2 separate regions of the Mus musculus genome follow, and region 1 is linked to region 2. Evidence: chromatin contacts called from public Hi-C data. All regions are on one chromosome and are shown on one strand. Each heading gives the region's core, a stretch centred on a gene start, on an enhancer-like site or on the middle of the called end of the contact. The rest is flanking DNA. Distances are from core to core; before and after follow the strand shown. Region 1 has its middle 52 kb from the start of Gm15555. Region 2 holds the start of Samsn1 (SAM domain, SH3 domain and nuclear localization signals, 1).

Region 1 (4,287 bases), core at 1,553-4,052, 140 kb after region 2:
TGTGTAACAATAATATGATGACATGAATTTGATATGAGCTTGGGTATACAGGAGGAGTTGGAGCATATAGAAAAGGCAGGGAAATGAAGACAGTACCTATGTCTACAATTCTCAAGCAGGATTTAACAATTAAATTTACAGAAAGGAAGAGAATGAAAAATGAGTATACTCTCTACAATATTTGTCTCACCATCCTATTACAATCATTTTTAGTACATTCCTTCTTGAAATACTTTTTTGATAAAAAAATTTACTTTTAGTAATTCCCCTTTACTAAAGAATAGGAATGGTCATTTTTTTAGTAGCAGTAATAATATAGAAAACAGAAAGACATTTTTGCCAAGGCTCTACATTTTAGAGTCCTGGTGTATCAAATCAAATTTCATGCTTCCTATTTATGCTCTCCTTGTATAAGATATAATTATGAGTAAAGTGTATGTCTGTATCCAATATACATTTATTAATTTATAAATGGAATGTACACTATGTAGAGTATACTACAATGTATAGTGTTGCTTTTACATGTATTTATATTTTGAGGCAAAATAAAATTTAAATTTTTCTCCTTTTAAAATTCATAACTTAAATGATTGAATTATACATTTAATTTCCCAACTCTCGAAATCAGTATGTGTTACTAGTTAAATGAGAGTTAAATGAGGAGAACATAGAGATGCTTTAATGTGTTTTAAATTAAATCTTCTGTTAGACAATAATTTCTCATTCAGGAAAAAACTGGGGATGAGTGTGAGATGGGTGGTGGTGCTGGTCCAGGAGGTATGATGGTCAGATAGGAGCCTGACTAGATCTTCTGTAAAGAACATCCCTGGCCACCATCACTGGGTTTTGGCAGATGAGTTATTTTCACAGTAGTAATTCTTAACTCAGATTTCTTGAAATCTCTTTACTTCTATTTTTGCAAGTCCAGTGGTTATACTGTTACACATTTAAAACAACAACAACAACAACACAACAACAGAAAAAAAAATCTGTGGTTAGAAAAATGTGTGAAAAGATAACTTACCAGCAAACATACTGTTACTTACCTTGTCTGATATACCAGAGAGATTTATGTGTTCAACACTGTCTGTGGGGCAGCTGTGCGAGCCCTGAGTCAGAACTGTCTAGCACGGGAAATTATAGATTACTAGATAAATGGCTCGTCCATTGTCTCCATGTCTGCTTTTCGCCAAGAGTTTAAAACTAGGACAAATATGTCCTGTTTCAAAAAGTAGCCACATTATAAATGAGAGGTCTGCAGCGATGAAGGTTTTGTGTTTTTGCAGTCTCGGTGTAGACAATATATCGGATCTTAAAATGAGTGTGTGGTGATTGTATTGTCTAACAGAAGATTTAATTTAAATGAGATAACTGCCTCTGACAGAGCAGCATGCAGCTCGATCACAGAATTCAGAAACAAATCCACACAAAACGATTCTGGAAAAACTGCCTGTGAAATTCTTACAGAAATTCTTACTAAAATTTCCTCCAAATCGGCACCTTAAAATGTGGACCACACGGGAAGGAAACGGATAGGAAGGTAATAATGTATGACATATGTAATAGGGGAACGTCTCCAATTAGTGAGAATTAGTAAACTTAATTATGAGGTAATCATTAAAGCCGTTCCAGTTGATTGGGTTGTTTATCGCTAACTGTACACAATGGTGAGGCTACAGTCTTGGCTTAACTATCTGTGATACATCCAACTAAGCAGAGTCAAGAATCTAAGATAAATAAATGTAAGACACATTACTGATCTGATTGTTGCTTTTGACACACCCGAATTTGCTCTCTGAAACCTCAGTTTGTTAATATGGCACATCTATCCCATGCTTCCTTTGCCTACCATATCCACTGAATTGTTTTAATGCTTCCAATTCAGAAACCTGACACCCTCACCCTCACCTCACTGTCAGGTGGCCTTCTTCACAGCTGCACCCCAGGCTCACCACCTACTCTGCTCTCCTGACCATCAACAAACACCTTCCAGAGCTAAAGGACCTAGATAAGGCATTCTCTGACAGAATCCACTGTTTGTTTGTTTTCGAAATTACAGACCTGAAACTTGAGACTTGAAAGCTTTCTGAAGTCAATCGGAAGTATTCCTGCACACGTGTATTTAGTATTCTTTTAGAAAACAAGGCGTTCATATCAGATTGTGTCTTTTTAGGAAAATACCTCGAGGGCAGAGGCAGAAGAGCTTATCCAGGAGTCTAAGATTTTCATGACTGACCCCAAAGATGTTTTATGGCATCCCACCACACCTTCCTCCTGAATTCCTACCTCCCTTTGCTTTCTGAGATGCACTAAGTCTCCCATCCTTCCATGTTTGTACACACGCTGTCTCTTTCTTTAGAGCATGCTGGCCTCTCCAGCTTCATACATTATCCAACTGCATTGACTCTTGCAAAATTCAACGGAGAAGTTCCTTTTTCTAGGAAGTCTGCTCTGCCTCCACCCAACACCATGATAACATGCATTTGGGAATGTTTTTCTTGTTTGCTATAGCACCTGGACGTACCGGTCTAGAGGGAGAAGGTTGGTTTTCAAAGTTTGGTGAAAAAAACAGAGTTAGCTGAGCAAGGAGAAACTAAAGTAGTCACAGGAAGTTTCACAGCCATCTTTCAATCAGTAAAAATCATGCCCAGGGCAATCATTAATTAATAGCAGGCATTTGGCGCAGCACATCGCTGGAAGTGAATTGCTGGGAAAGTAGGGTTGGGTAGAAATAGGGATGGTGCTTAAAGTCTGCTCTGAGGCCTGACACAAGCAGAGCTGAGACTTGTCTCCTCACTGCAAAAGGAACTTGAAATGAGGAACTGATGTCCCAAGGCGGAATCGCATGCTATCTGAAGAGTTCAGCGGAATTTGGGCACTAGAAAAATTTAACCATCGAAACTAACCCTAAATATAACTCTTTTTATTTTAGGTCTAGAGGACTAAATATAACCATTTACTCATAAGGCAAAAAAAAAAAAAAATCAAGAATTAATATGAGAAATACCTACCAGTCCGTTTATGTGAAAATAACCGCCTTTAATGTACTAAGTTGTACGTATAGTCCACCCCATAGTTATTCTTAGCCTATCCTGTGTAATTTTGAATACTCTATAATTAAAAAAAAAACAGAATTGTTACAATTCATGATTGCTGAGAAGCAACAGCACCTGGCTTCTTACTTCTTTAACAAGATTAATCTCTGCCACAAATCACATTGGCACTCTGGAAGACCTTGTAAAGGGATTTAAAAAGCAGTAAAGTTAAATGTAGAATGATCTAAGCAGCAAAGAGAATGAGCAGGTAAGGCTGGCTTGGCAGGGCTTGGGGGCACAGTGAATTTCAGCTGAGCTGAGCTGGAGGAAGAGAGGGCTGCCATGGTGACGGGAAACACAACAGGAGAAGAAGTCAGGAAGAAGACCCTGATGAGCACAGGCGTTCCAGCTTTAAAATCCTGACTGTCCCCTGCCTTTTGTACATCGGGGAGGGGTGGCCACAAAATCTTAAACTTGTGTGTAAATATCTCAGAGCCTTGCTGATGTCTTTAGAGTGTGCACAAAATACCTGGACCTGTGTGGTTTGCGCTTCTTTTAGATGTTTTCCAAATGAGCATAGCCTAGGCTGAGCAAAATGTAGCACAGCCCTCAAAAGGAGCGCTGTTTGCAAGACCAATGGGCCTCTCAAAAAAAAAAAAAAAAAAAAAAAAAAAAAAAAAAAAAGGAGCGCTGTTGCCTAGCCTAGCAGAGACTTGATGTGCCCTGGTGGGGAGATACACAGGAAGTCCCCATCTGCTCTGAGGAGAGAAGAGAGAGAGGTATCCTGGAGTGGGGGGGTGGGGGGTGGAGGGGGATGGAGGAGATGACGAGGAGCAGTGAGTGGAATATAAAGTCAATAGGTGTAAATAAAAATTAAAAACAAACAAACAAAGCACTGTTAGCTGGTTGGAGTGCTTCAGTCTGTCTGTCCACTACTAGAACAGAGGGTAACTCTTTGGAAGTGACTCCCTAACTTGTGTAGTGGTGATCCAAGGCAGGTATCATGCTTTAGATTTCTCATGTGTCTAATGGTGAAAATAGATAACCCTGTGTGGGATTGCTCTGAGGGTAGTGTTAGCATTAAATTGAAGCTTCTAGATCAGTTCCTGAGCCATCGCGAGCAGTATATATGTACACGCTGACTAAACTCCGCAAGGGAAGTGAAACACTGGAAAAGATACTCCTTTGAGGTCTGTGAGAAAAAGCAATGAACCATTCCCACCAGGTGACTTAAACACATCTGCGCACCTAC
Region 2 (3,869 bases), core at 616-3,115:
ATCTACTCTAGTAATTACTGTGATTAAGACCATTGCCAATAATGAAAGATCATTTTGAAAACAGTTTAGTGAAATGATATACTGACAATATAATGTGCAATACAGTCCTTATGAAATAGTCAAGTGTCATTTTTGAAAAATTTTGAGGTAAGCCACTTTTTATCAATTTTTGTAATATTCCCAAAATATGATCAACTGAATATTTTTATTTAATCAGTGCTATTTTACATAAAAAACAATCATATGAGACTTGAGATAGAGCTCAGCTCACAACAAATATAATCATATGAAGAAATAAAAAATGATTCTTTGAAAAACCTTTCTTGGATATTTTGGGATGTGTTGCTGTGAATTTTTATTTTAGTAATGAAAAAACAGAAAGTGCAATATATTTTTGTACTATGTGTTTCTAAGATGCTTGTTTAACCTTTGTTGACTTTTTTTGCATTAGAAACAATAATGTTGAAAATCATCTAGTTTTAGTTTCCTGTACTTGGAAATAATGAATTCTCAGTTTACTTCAGATCTTTTGCCAAAGGTTTTAAACCGTTGAAGACTGTCCTGTGCCTACTCAGTTCAGAAGGAAAATCAGTCCCCAAACTGTCTCTCTCCCAATGAGAAATAAAAGCTGATGACAAAGTGTAAACTCCTTAAAAACAAAGAATCCACTAGTATTTATCTCACCAACAAAAAGATTGAATTTATTTGAGAAACGTTAGGAATGTATAAACAGGACAGAAATTTTCTGACATCACAACTTCATACTAAAGAAATTAATGTTACTAGTAAATGACGTTTAAAGTTCTATAAGAATGTAAACTTGGCTTTTCCTATATTATTTTTAATGCCAATTGTTATCAAGAGAAAGAATAAAAGAACATACTACATAAGACTGGCTTATCAAATTTACTAATTTATAAATTTTGTGTCTTCTCAAAATAGGGCACAATTCTCTCTAATGACAATGTGAAAATGCATGTCTACTACAAGATATCATAGCTGAACATTCAAATTACAAAAAGAATTTTAAAAAACTAACCTAAAATTTCTCCATTTTAGTCTTCTTACTGTTATGTATTTTAAATATCTACAATTTAACAGATAAAATAATTCCTTCAGAACACTGGTAAGATATTGAACAACCAAGGAATGAAAAATAGGCAGAGAATTCATGATATTAATGGTTAAGTGGAGGCCACCAAACAGAGTTCCATAAAATTATCCTAACCCAATCTTAGCTAACAACATAAAGGGTTGAATCTAATACACAATTGTGAAGACCATAATTGCTCATCAGTATGCAAATTCTTCCATATGTATTTTGATGCACTTAGTCCTCTACTTAAATTAATTTAGAAGTGACAGATAAAATGTCATGTAAGTAGTAGGGTGATGATGTAGGCTGTGAGTGTGCATGTATGCTTGTGTGTGTGTGTGTGTGTGTGTGTGTGTGTGTGTGTGTGTGTGTGAGAGAGAGAGAGAGAGAGAGAGAGAGAGAGAGAGAGAGATGTATGTCACTGTGTGGTTTGTTTGAATGTGTTGTGTGCTTGAATGAGTTTGTGTATGTGTGTGTATACACGTATATGTGCGTATGTGTAAATGGTATGTGTGTGTGTGTGTGTGTGTGTGTGTGTGTGTGTCTGGTGTGTCTGTGTTATACATTTGCAAGTAAGTGTTGCTTTCTAGTACAGTATTTGGTTAGTTTTACTCTGTAAGAAAATAAACTTACCTTCGGTTTTTGGTGTTTCTCCTTGTCTGAGGCATTGGATGGCTTCCTCTTTAGCATTTTGAATTCTGGCCACCTCTAGTGAGCACAGTTGCTGCTGTTACAGAGACAACTGAGAGCAGGCACGGGTGCTCTCCGTGATACCCAGCATCTGATAGCACTGAGGAAGTGTCTGATGTGACACTTCCTCCTCTGGTCAGGATGTGACTTCAGTGTCTGCTTGGTTGAAGGTTTCTTTTTTTTTTTTTTTTTTTTTTCCTTTCCTTCCTTACCGTAATTATTTGGTAACTCTGTACTGTATTCTCGGTGCTGTATTCTATGATATAATTCTTAGCTCACACCTTTGACATGGCTACGGTAATTACTAAGGGTGTAATGGTTTGGAAAACAAAACTTATTTTCTCAGTTTATGTAAAAGAATTTAACACATTAAAAAAGATGGCACAAGAGGAAAATATCTGAACCTTTTAAATGAAATCAAACAGAATATTGTGGATTTTTAAAAGTTTGAGACTATTTAAAGAATTCCATTTTATATTTTTATAATATTTTATTATTTGAGGTTATATAATACACTTACATCATTTCCACCTTTTCATTTTTCTCCTTCCAAATTTTCCAGGGAACCTACCTTTCAATTTCATTGCCCACTTTTTAAATGTGACATATGTCTGTATCTTTCTCAATACATAATTGTATATTTCTACATGACGATCAATTTGAAGTTAAATAATATTAATCCTCCCTAAAGCTACCGTAATAGGGTATAGATTAAAAGTACCTAACTGTAATAGGATTCTAGCTCCAGATATTGATGAGTGGGCATTGGTGACATTGAAAAAGCAAGCATATCATTGTTAAAACCCCCTGATTAATAAAAGAACCACTTCCTGCTACATAGTATACGTACTCTGTACCCTGGTAATGCCTGGTTGGTGGGTGATGCTACCGACTGCTCAGTCCTCTCTCCAGACAAGGCATCCAGTGTCTACTAAGTGGGCCTGGAATAGCCCCAATATGTCTTAAAGGTTTTGCTGAAAGCCAGATCCAGAGATCCAGATAAAAGAGAAGGTTGCTCAGACTTCCTTGAAAAATGAAGCCCTTATCAGATGAGCTTGTGCAGATTGTTTCAAATGCAGGCTCTGGTTAAATGGCCTGCTTCAAGAAAACTTGTACTTTCTGCTCATAAACTCCTCAGATTAAAAACAGTAGCACCATATTTTTAGGAAGTGCTTCTCTAAGAATCATGCTCTGGCCCTCTTTTCTCAGTTGTCCCTCCCACCTCTCTGCCTTCGTCCTGGAGTCCCAGCTGAAATTCACTAATTCGCTTAAATACTAAATTGAATACCCACTCTGTGCTATTGAACGTAGTGGGTACTCAATTTCTATGCAATAAACCTCTTAACTAGCAAGAACAAAATGGTATTTTATGCACTACAATAGAATTGGGTAAACCACTTAAGAGGATTGGAGTTAATAAACAGCTGCAGTGGCAGGAGGGTAATTTTGAGAAGTAAGAGGTTAGTATTTTCAGAACAATGACAGGGGAATAACACCAGACAACCTGAAAACCTAAGGCTCGGTAATTCCCTAGCAGTGTGACTTTCTGTAAATTTTCTGGGTGGTTCTCAGTTAACCCAAGGGAATAAACTATTCCGTCGCCTAAGAAATTAAGAGCCATGAAAAGATATTTTCTTATCTGAGACATCAGTGCTCCTTGTACTCTTCCATCTCTTTGTGAAACGGATGGGAGTTTAATTCAGGAGTGGAATTTGATCAGTTCAGTGAGGAGGATAATGGTGATAGTTCCTAAATGATCGTTTCACTGAGAATCAAAGCTAATGCCAATATGGGCCGCCCTTATGCACCATCACTTCAGAATAGTTTACACCAAAAATTATCTGTAGATAATGAATGAATATTAAATATCAAAGTTATATTTGGAGAATTTTTTATAGTTTACATTTTTATAATGACAACTAAAACAGTGAATATTCAAATTGCTGGTACTAACATTTTGTGTGTGTGTTCAGCTGAAATGCAGTTATGCAACATTTGATATTAACGCTCTTCCAAATTGCCGTAAACCCCTAACTTAAACCTCCATGCCAGTCACTGGAAACACACTTCTAGTTCTTAATTG

What was found. A called contact is a pair of places that touch in the nucleus more often than the background predicts.
Region 1: a Hi-C map of B cells shows a contact between it and region 2, with 2.1 times the contacts expected there. The contact joins the enhancer-like site here to the promoter of Samsn1 in region 2. A contact is called at or near these places in 2 of 484 Hi-C or Micro-C datasets (both in B cells) and 2 of 115 datasets of contacts at active chromatin or transcription factors (the 230-238 cell line and bone marrow-derived dendritic cells).

The regions. Positions count from the first base shown.
Region 1 is chr16:76,050,894-76,055,180 of GRCm38.p6, forward strand. No RefSeq gene overlaps it. Among named protein-coding and RNA genes, the nearest start is that of Gm15555, 52 kb to the left of the region's middle. Within about 2 kb of position 2,803, at least 54 of the 459 cell types and tissues checked have an H3K27ac peak or open chromatin away from gene starts, as enhancers often do. A contact at or near this core is called in the 230-238 cell line and B cells, where this site is marked.
Region 2 is chr16:75,907,401-75,911,269 of GRCm38.p6, forward strand. Samsn1 (SAM domain, SH3 domain and nuclear localization signals, 1) reads right to left here and starts at 1,866. Exons shown (of 8, transcript NM_023380.2): 1 at 1,730-1,866. The coding sequence starts at 1,786.